3 separate regions of the Pan troglodytes genome follow, and all the other regions are linked to region 3. A link is a contact called in public Hi-C and HiChIP or PLAC-seq data. All regions are on one chromosome and are shown on one strand. Each heading gives the region's core, a stretch centred on a gene start, on an enhancer-like site or on the middle of the called end of the contact. The rest is flanking DNA. Distances are from core to core; before and after follow the strand shown.

Evidence for each region. Hi-C and Micro-C count contacts between places; a contact is called where the count stands out from the background. HiChIP or PLAC-seq counts read pairs in DNA pulled down with a chosen protein or histone mark.
Region 1: an H3K4me3 HiChIP or PLAC-seq map of stem cell-derived excitatory neurons shows a contact between it and region 3, with 10 times the contacts expected there. The contact joins the promoter of DUSP10 here to the promoter of HLX in region 3. A contact is called at or near these places in 1 of 7 Hi-C or Micro-C datasets (stem cell-derived neural progenitor cells) and 1 of 1 datasets of contacts at active chromatin or transcription factors (stem cell-derived excitatory neurons).
Region 2: a Hi-C map of stem cell-derived neural progenitor cells shows a contact between it and region 3, with 7 times the contacts expected there. The contact joins the enhancer-like site here to the promoter of HLX in region 3. A contact is called at or near these places in 4 of 7 Hi-C or Micro-C datasets (blood, induced pluripotent stem cells and stem cell-derived neural progenitor cells), 1 of 1 datasets of contacts at active chromatin or transcription factors (stem cell-derived excitatory neurons) and 1 of 1 other capture datasets (stem cell-derived neural stem cells).

What each region holds. Positions count from the first base shown.
Region 1 is chr1:27,381,514-27,384,213 of NHGRI_mPanTro3-v2.0_pri, reverse strand. DUSP10 (dual specificity phosphatase 10) reads right to left here and starts at 1,318. Exons shown (of 4, transcript XM_001173001.7): 1 at 122-1,318.
Region 2 is chr1:27,683,539-27,686,238 of NHGRI_mPanTro3-v2.0_pri, reverse strand. No RefSeq gene overlaps it. Among named protein-coding and RNA genes, the nearest start is that of DUSP10, 300 kb to the right of the region's middle. Within about 2 kb of position 1,353, at least 5 of the 24 cell types and tissues checked have an H3K27ac peak or open chromatin away from gene starts, as enhancers often do. A contact at or near this core is called in stem cell-derived neural progenitor cells, where this site is marked.
Region 3 is chr1:28,239,569-28,242,268 of NHGRI_mPanTro3-v2.0_pri, reverse strand. HLX (H2.0 like homeobox) reads left to right here and starts at 1,394. Exons shown (of 4, transcript XM_525068.7): 1 at 1,394-2,000. The coding sequence starts at 1,394. LOC129136060 (a long non-coding RNA gene) reads right to left here and starts at 1,470. Exons shown (of 4, transcript XR_008537346.1): 1 at 1,385-1,470.

The DNA.
Region 1 (2,700 bases), core at 69-2,568, 860 kb after region 3:
CTCTCACACACACAGATACACACACACAAACACACACACTCACACTCACACAAGCACCGCCTTACAATCCTCCACCTCCAGTCCCGGGCTCTCAGGAGTAGTCGCGGTGACTTCCACTTACTTCATAAATAAGTGTATTCCTCCACCATCTGGCGCTCCTCTTCAGCTATGGACTCGCACATTCAGCCCCCATTCACTCGGCTTCATTGATCTCCAGCAGCAACATAGTTACTTTCTCTTTTGCTACACTGTAAATGTAAGGTTCTGAGGGGGCGGACTCGCCGCCGACCGACGGCGGGTTGGACCAATAAGAATCCGGAGAAAGCCGACCGCTACCTCACAGAGCCCCGCGACCAATGGGCAGCCTAGGGGGCGGGTAAGAAGGCGTGGCCTCATCTCTTTAAGGAGGGTTTATCCGAAGCTGCTCTGGGTCCTCGGTGTTAAAACACGGGCGGTGATGTCATTGGCAACCAATCAAAAACTTAAAAGAGCCAGCCGGGGCCGCGCGGAGCAGCTGCTCTCTATTTACATGTAAACCGAACCGGCAGGATGCAGTTAACCCTTTACCAGGCTGAAGCGTCAGCGGGCTGGACGCGCTGCTCCGCTAAAACTGGCTCTTCCCACTGGACGGGATCCTCCAACACTCCCTCACCCGGGGACAAACCACGCTATTTTTCCTCCTTACTATGGACAGATGATCAAAAGTATCGGAGTAACTTTCTAAAGGAAAGAGACTGCGATCACCGTCCCTAGTGGGAAAGCCGGGTTCTCTCCGAGTTGCTCGAGGTGACTTGACAAACGCTAAGCCAAAATTCGCGGACCTCGCCGGGTTTTCTGCGCTAGGACCAGCATGAGCGTGCAGCCAGGGGCGACGTTTCCGCTCCGAGCCGCGGCCCGGGGCCACGCGCTAAGGGCCCGAACTTGGCAGCTGACCGTCCCGGACAGGGAGGCCCTTCAGCCTCGACGCGGCCTGCGTCCTCCGGAGGGCCCTGCTCCGCCCGGGAAGCGTCCGCCTCCCGCCCGCCCGCAGATGTCGCTGCCCCTCTGGCTGTCCCGGCCTGACCGCCGCGCGCCGCCCTGCTGCTCACCTACTTCCGCGCCCCGGTCACGCCCCTGCCGTCCCCAGGCTAACCCTCCCGGGGCTCGACCCAGAGCACTAAGGCGGCGCCACTGAGGGCTGCTCGGAGGAGGAGGCTTGAGTCGACGCCAGAGGCGGCAAGGGACGCGCCCTGAGCAGCGGTGCAGAGGCCAATCCCCTGACCGGGCGTCCTGGGGCCCGCTACGCGCCCGCTGCCCCTCCGGGGCTGGGTCCCCGCCCGCCGCCGCCCCCCTTTCCTGCCTGGCGCGCTGGGTCCCCGCGCCGTGCCAGCAGCGCGCAACCCACCCGCCCCACATGCCTCGGCCGCCACCCCTCGGTCCTGCACGGCCCCTGCCGAGGCCAGGACCGGCAGCCCGACGCTTCTGGAACAGCCGCAGCTGGCGGAAAAGAGCCAGAGCCGAGTGCAAATTGCTAGATTGAATGGGGCCGGAGGAGCGTGGAGGAGGTGACGCCGCCTCTTCCCGCTCCCCTGACTTTGGCCGGCCCCAGGTAGCTGGCCGCCGCTCCCGTCCCGGAAGAAGAGTAGGGGGCGGGGCAAGCCGCCCCATGCCTAGTCCGGAAAATATTCTCATTAGGGAAACTGCAGGAAAGTTGCCCTGGGATACAAAAAGAAGTGGAGATGAACAACCCCAGATGAACTGTGGAGAGTCTACGTCCAAGAATCCTAAAGAAGTAGAGCTTTTTCTTTTCTTATCTGTGAGAGAAGGGATAAAAAGTGAAATAATGGAATAATACATTATGAGCACTAGGGAATGTTGGGCTATCGTTTTTCTCCCTTACCTGATTGGATGGGGTTTGGAGGTCTACTTCAGACTCCAAGCCTAGTAGTATACTGAGTAGCAGGGGCATATTCACATAGTTGTTTTCAGGGCAGATCTGAAATCAGGAGGTGTCAGACCATAGCTAGCAAGTCAGCTATGCTCAATGAGCTGTGAAGAGAAATCCCCTTGGGCACCTGCACTTACATGCAGGCACATAACCCCCAGTCCAGCTTTTCACACCAGTGTTACGACGGGCATCACGTACACATCCGATAGTCTTACATAGGAGAGGATTTTGTGTAACGTCTGTTGACGAAAATAGTCAATCTCTGTAAAATATTTGAAGAGATTTATTCTGAGCCAAATATGAGTGACCACGGCCTGTGACACAGCCCTCAGGAGGTCCTGAGCACGTGCCCAAGGTGGTTGGGGTCCAGCTTGGTTTTATACATTTTAGGGAGACATGAGACATCAATCAAATACATTTAAGAAATACATTGGTTTGGTCCATAAAGGCTGGACAACTCTAAGGAGTGGGTGGGCTTTCAGGCTATAGGTAAATTTAAACATTTTCTGGTTGACAATTGGTTGAGTTTGTCTAAAGACCTGAGATCAAAGAAAGGAATGTATGGGTTAAGATAAGAGCTTGTGGGGACCAAAGTTTTATTATGCAGATGAAGTCTCCAGGCAGCAGGTTCAGAGAGAATAGGTTGTAAAATGTTTCTTATCAGACTTGAACTCCATGTTGATATATAATAGGGCTCATCCCACCCTCACTTCCCCTCATGGCCTGAACCAGTCTTTCAGGATAAATTTTACAGGAGCCTGGGTTGAGAAATT
Region 2 (2,700 bases), core at 104-2,603, 560 kb after region 3:
CCCCAGGAAAATGAAAATGTATGTTCACATGAAACTGATAAACAAAACTTCAGAGTAGCTTTATTTTTATTTTTATTTTTTTACACAGTAGCTTCAAACTGAAAATAACTTGAATGTCCCTCAATGAGTGAAAGGGTAAATAAACTGTGATACCACATATGATGGAACACTATTCAGTCATAAAAAAGAACAACTTAGATAACTCTGTGCTGAGTAAGAGATGCCAGTTTCAAAAGACAAAAGCACAATGGTGGAGAAGAGATTAGTGATTGCCAGGGATTATGGTGGAGGGAGGGGGTGAATATAAAGGGACAGCATGGGGAAGCTTTGGGGGGTTATGGCACTGTTTCGTATCCTCTTTGTGGTGGTTACACAAATCTATACATATGTGGAAATCCATAGAGCTGTACATCAAAGAAAAAAGTCAACTTTACTATAGGATAATTTGGAAAATATTTTTTTAAAGGCCAATGCATTCCTATTTGACTTTTCTATTCACAGTTTGTTGTCAATCTCTTCTTTACTGAACTGATGACATCCTGTTTTCACTAACACTGCTTGCCTGGCGGGGAGATATGAGGCATGTGTGAGGCATTGCAGATACAAAGATGAGTCAGGCAGAGGCTCATGCACAGGGCTCACCACCTGGGCAAGGAAATGAGACAGGGAAGTGAAGAGACGTCAACAATTTATGCTACAGAAATTCAAGGGGTGAGAAATCCCTGATCACTATGGGAAGTGTAAGCACAAAGCGTGTTTTCTTAACTCAACCAAGAAGGAATAATTGGTTCTGTTTACTGTTTCCTTACCAAATATATTTTTTGGTAATTTTGAAGACTCCCTTGCTTTGACCAAAAAATATTAAATTTAAAAATCTCATTAGTTGATAGGAACATTGCCTGCTGGGTTGTAAATTTATTGAAACATGGCCTGTCCTACCAGCACTCTGACACATAGAAGTCCCGTCACTCATTATATAAATCCATTTATTAAATAAATGGATGAAAGATAACATCATGAGCACAATATTTGAATCATTGCTAGTCATTATGGTATTATTTTGTATTTAGTTGTCATATTCATCAGTATAGCTTCTGTCATAGTCATTTGGAGATGAAACATATTTTAATTAATATGTGCCCACTTCATTCTGAGGCTCTGTAGGTGGCACTCCCCAGGGGAAAGTCCCTAAAAGTGAGTCACCGTGATTATTCATGTCCTGTGGCATCAGTCTTTGAAACGAATATCTACAGGAAATAAATACCAGGAATGTGAATGCAGATGCTTTGAGAAGACCACTAATCCTGCTATGATAAGTAACTGGGCAGTTATTCAAGTGGGGTGTTTTTAGTGCCATGGAAACAGACAGAGTCGGTGTTTTCCAAGGGAAAGTGTTTTAAATCCAGAGTCCTGCCTAATCTGGATATAAATATGCTGACTGTTATGAATCTAGCTTCCTAAACCAAGCCCTACCTTAATTTCCTCATATGTGAGATAAAGGTCACCCACCACAGTCTGGTGTGAATTCATGGCAATTAAGGTTCTTACTTAGAAGAAGTCATTATTTTTATTCCCATCTGGGCAGAAGTCAAGTTCAAAGTCAGAGTTGTATCAGGGTTCAGCTTCTGTGATCAGTCAGACCATTTATGTTTAGAAGTGAGTTTTCTAAAGTAAGTGCTAAGTATTTTAGGCAAAGAAACCCAGCTGTGAAAATACTGCTAACATTTGTACAGTTGTTTTATATGTGGATTTATTTTTACTTGCACTTACTTTAGTGCGATTCTTTGCAGAGAAGTTCCTCTTCCCCTCCTCTCCTTCCCCGTCGCTGCCTCTGGCTGCCTCTCGTGGGTCATTTGAGAAATGACAGTCTCTCTCTAATCCTTATGGGTCACAAGTGTTCTGCATCATGGCACACCCTTGACTAATTAGCATTAATAAGTGATGCTGGGAGAAAGAACCCTGGAGAAAAAGCAGAAGGCTTGTTTTTGCCAAATTGGAATTGACCCAGCTAGCAAAATTTTCCAGCGTACTTTCTTACTCTCTTGCCTCTTGTGTGTTCTTGCTGCCTAAACGTACGTTTCTGACATGAGGTCTTGGACAGCCCATGAAATACACTGCCCTGCATACCTTTTGTTCCAGGGGGCATGGGTACTTTATTTATTTAATAAACTTTTCCTAAACTGTTTACTGTGTGCAGGCCATAAGGGATAATAAGACATCATTTCTGCCTCCTACCTTTTTACGTTGTTTTAGCACAGGTATGGCAAAGATATATCTAACTATATGTTAGTTATTGAGCACCTACTGTGTGAAAGGCATTGGGCTAGGTACAAATAGAAGAGCCTTGCAGAATAAACAGGACTTCAATAGGCAGGGAACCAAAATAGGACAGGCCAGGTAGGCTGCGCAGTAAAAGGAAAAGCTCAAAGGCAGGAAAGTAAAAGTCCAATTAGAGGGCTCTGGGTAGGGAATCCAAAGCAAAAGGGCTTAGTGGGAACTTCTGGGTCTATAACCAAAAGCAGGGTTTCAAAGAGATATTTACTTCATCCATGTTCATAGCAGCCATATTCATAATAGCCAAAACAAGGAAGCAACCCAAACGTCCATCAGTGGACGAAAGGATAAACAAAACGTGATCTATACATGAGTGGAATAGCCTTAAAAAGGAAGAAAATCCTGCCATACACTACAACATGGATA
Region 3 (2,700 bases), core at 145-2,644:
CAAGGGGTTCCTGGGGAAGCTGTCACAGAATTGAAAGCAGTATTGAACCCCACGGAAATCTGCTCTTGTGGGCACTTGCAAAACAACGAACCCCACGTGATCCGGAGATGTGGTGGAGGAGCGAGGCTAACATTTCCTACAACCTCCTGCAAAGGATGGAAGCGCGTGCCGCTCTCCCGGCTTTCGGGAGGCAGCCTGTTTTGTAGCCTCTGAGGCTCCGGGGAAAGGTTTGGCTGCGTCTAAGAGACGTTTGGAGCCATCCGTCTTATTTTGTTTGAAAAGTCACTCGTTCAAGTTGTCACTGTGTGACAGCTCAGAATAAAACCAATTTGCGGCCGCCCCTCCTTCTCGCTTCCCGGAGGATCTCCTGGGAGGCACGAGGCGGACGCGGTGCTGAGTTGGGCCGGGACTCAGGGCGGCAACATTTGGGCAAGGGCCCAGGAAAGATGAGGGGCTTTGCCGAGGACACGGACTCCTGGAATAAAAGCAGAATGAGGTCAAGAGAAGGGAAGCAAAGGGGCCAAAGCGCGCTCCGCTCTCCACCGGGAGGCGGGCTTTGCAGAGCCCTAAAGAGTGAGATTACCGTCCCTTCCCCACGCCCCCAACTCGCCCCGGGTGACAAGCGCTTCAGGAAAGCTCCTGTGATCAACCCTCCTTGCCCCGTGGCGGTTCGGAGCTGCAGAAGTTAGAAGAGAGTCAGAGCCCTCCGGAGCGGCTGCCTGGCCCCTACGCAGAGTAGCAAGAAGCACTGCGATGTGCGCTACTAAGCCCACGCGGCCGCAGCAAAAACTTTGGCGTGGCCGGGGCGTGGCTAGGGTCCGGCCAGGCCCCCTCGTTCCTAATTCCCCTCCACTCCCCGCTCCCATTGGTCACGAGGATGACCAATGAGCGCTCGGATCGAGGTCCTACCCCGGGCCTGACTCGAAAGCTCCTGCCAAAACTTTGGGAGTTTTTAGAGACGAGTTTTTTTTTTTTTCTATTACTTTTTCCCCCCCCTAACTAACGGATTATTATTGTTGTTGTTTTAAATTTAGCTCTTAGGGCTTAGCTATTTGGGTTTTCTTGCGGTGTCCGGCTCCCGTCTCCCTGGCTCCCCCGCCCGCCCTGCGGTCCCAGCGCCCCTCGCTCTCCTCCAGCCCGCGAGGAGTGCGGGCGCCGCGCCGCCTTTAAAGCGAGGCCAGGGAGCGAGGCGGTGACCGGCCGAGATCCGGCCCTCGCCTCCTCCCTCGGTGGCGCTAGGGCCCCCGGCCTCTCTTCCTCAGTGCGGGCGGAGAAGCGAAAGCGGATCGTCCTCGGCTGCCGCCGCCTTCTCCGGGACCCGCGCGCCCCTCCCCGCGCGCCCACCCACCCAGTCCGGCTGGACTGCGGCAGCCGCGCGGCTCACCCCGGCAGGATGTTCGCAGCCGGGCTGGCTCCCTTCTACGCCTCCAACTTCAGCCTCTGGTCGGCCGCTTACTGCTCCTCGGCCGGCCCAGGCGGCTGCTCCTTCCCCTTGGACCCCGCCGCCGTCAAAAAGCCCTCCTTCTGCATCGCAGACATTCTGCACGCCGGCGTGGGGGATCTGGGGGCGGCCCCGGAGGGCCTGGCAGGGGCCTCGGCCGCCGCCCTCACCGCGCACTTGGGCTCGGTTCACCCGCACGCCTCTTTCCAAGCGGCGGCCAGATCCCCGCTTCGACCCACCCCAGTGGTGGCGCCCTCCGAAGTCCCGGCTGGCTTCCCGCAGCGGCTGTCTCCGCTCTCAGCCGCCTACCACCACCATCACCCGCAACAACAACAGCAGCAGCAACAGCCGCAGCAGCAACAGCCGCCGCAGCAACAGCCTCCGCCTCCGCCCCGGGCTGGCGCCCTGCAGCCCCCGGCCTCGGGGACGCGAGTGGTTCCGAACCCCCACTACAGTGGCTCTGCCCCGGCCCCCTCCAGCAAAGACCTCAAATTTGGAATTGACCGCATTTTATCTGCAGAATTTGACCCAAAAGTCAAAGAAGGCAACACGCTGAGAGGTAGGTCTTGGGCGGGAGGCTGCAGGCCTCTGACCACTGACCCACTCCCCGGACTCCGGGCTGGCTTGGGGTGCCTTTGAGTGTTTTTACAATTAAGGACAAATCGGTAAAACGGGAGAGAAGAAAACGAATTGTAAGAAAACTACAAAACATTAGGTCTAAAACTCACCTGTTCTATGTAAAACAAACAAAAAATGACTCCAGGGATTCTTTAAAAACACGTCTTAGAATCAATATTTATAAAAGTGGTTGGTGTAATTATCTGCTAACATGACTTTGATCTCTTTAATAATGTATCTAGAGACAGAATTATATTTTCTGACAGCTAAAGCATTTTTGGGAAACACTTTCGCACTTATCTGATTTCTAGTAAAAATTTCACCCAGGAAATGTAAATAATAAACAAAACCGCCTAGATGAGCGGGCAGAGTGGGGCCACCTTGGGGCGGAGGTTTTGCGTCTGTGGCGTTCTTGGAAGACACGTGAAAGTGAGGCCGTAAGCCGATTTATGTAAAGCCTTTGCTTACTATATACATGCATGTGGACGTGAGGGACACACAGGAACTTTTCGTGCGTCGCTCCTTGGCAACTGTTGGGAGAGAGAGGTTTCAGCGCCGAGACGGGTTCTCTCTTGACTTCGCTCAATAAAAGTGAATCCAGGGCAAGGGGAAGGGGAGGAACAAATCAGCGGAGAGTGTGA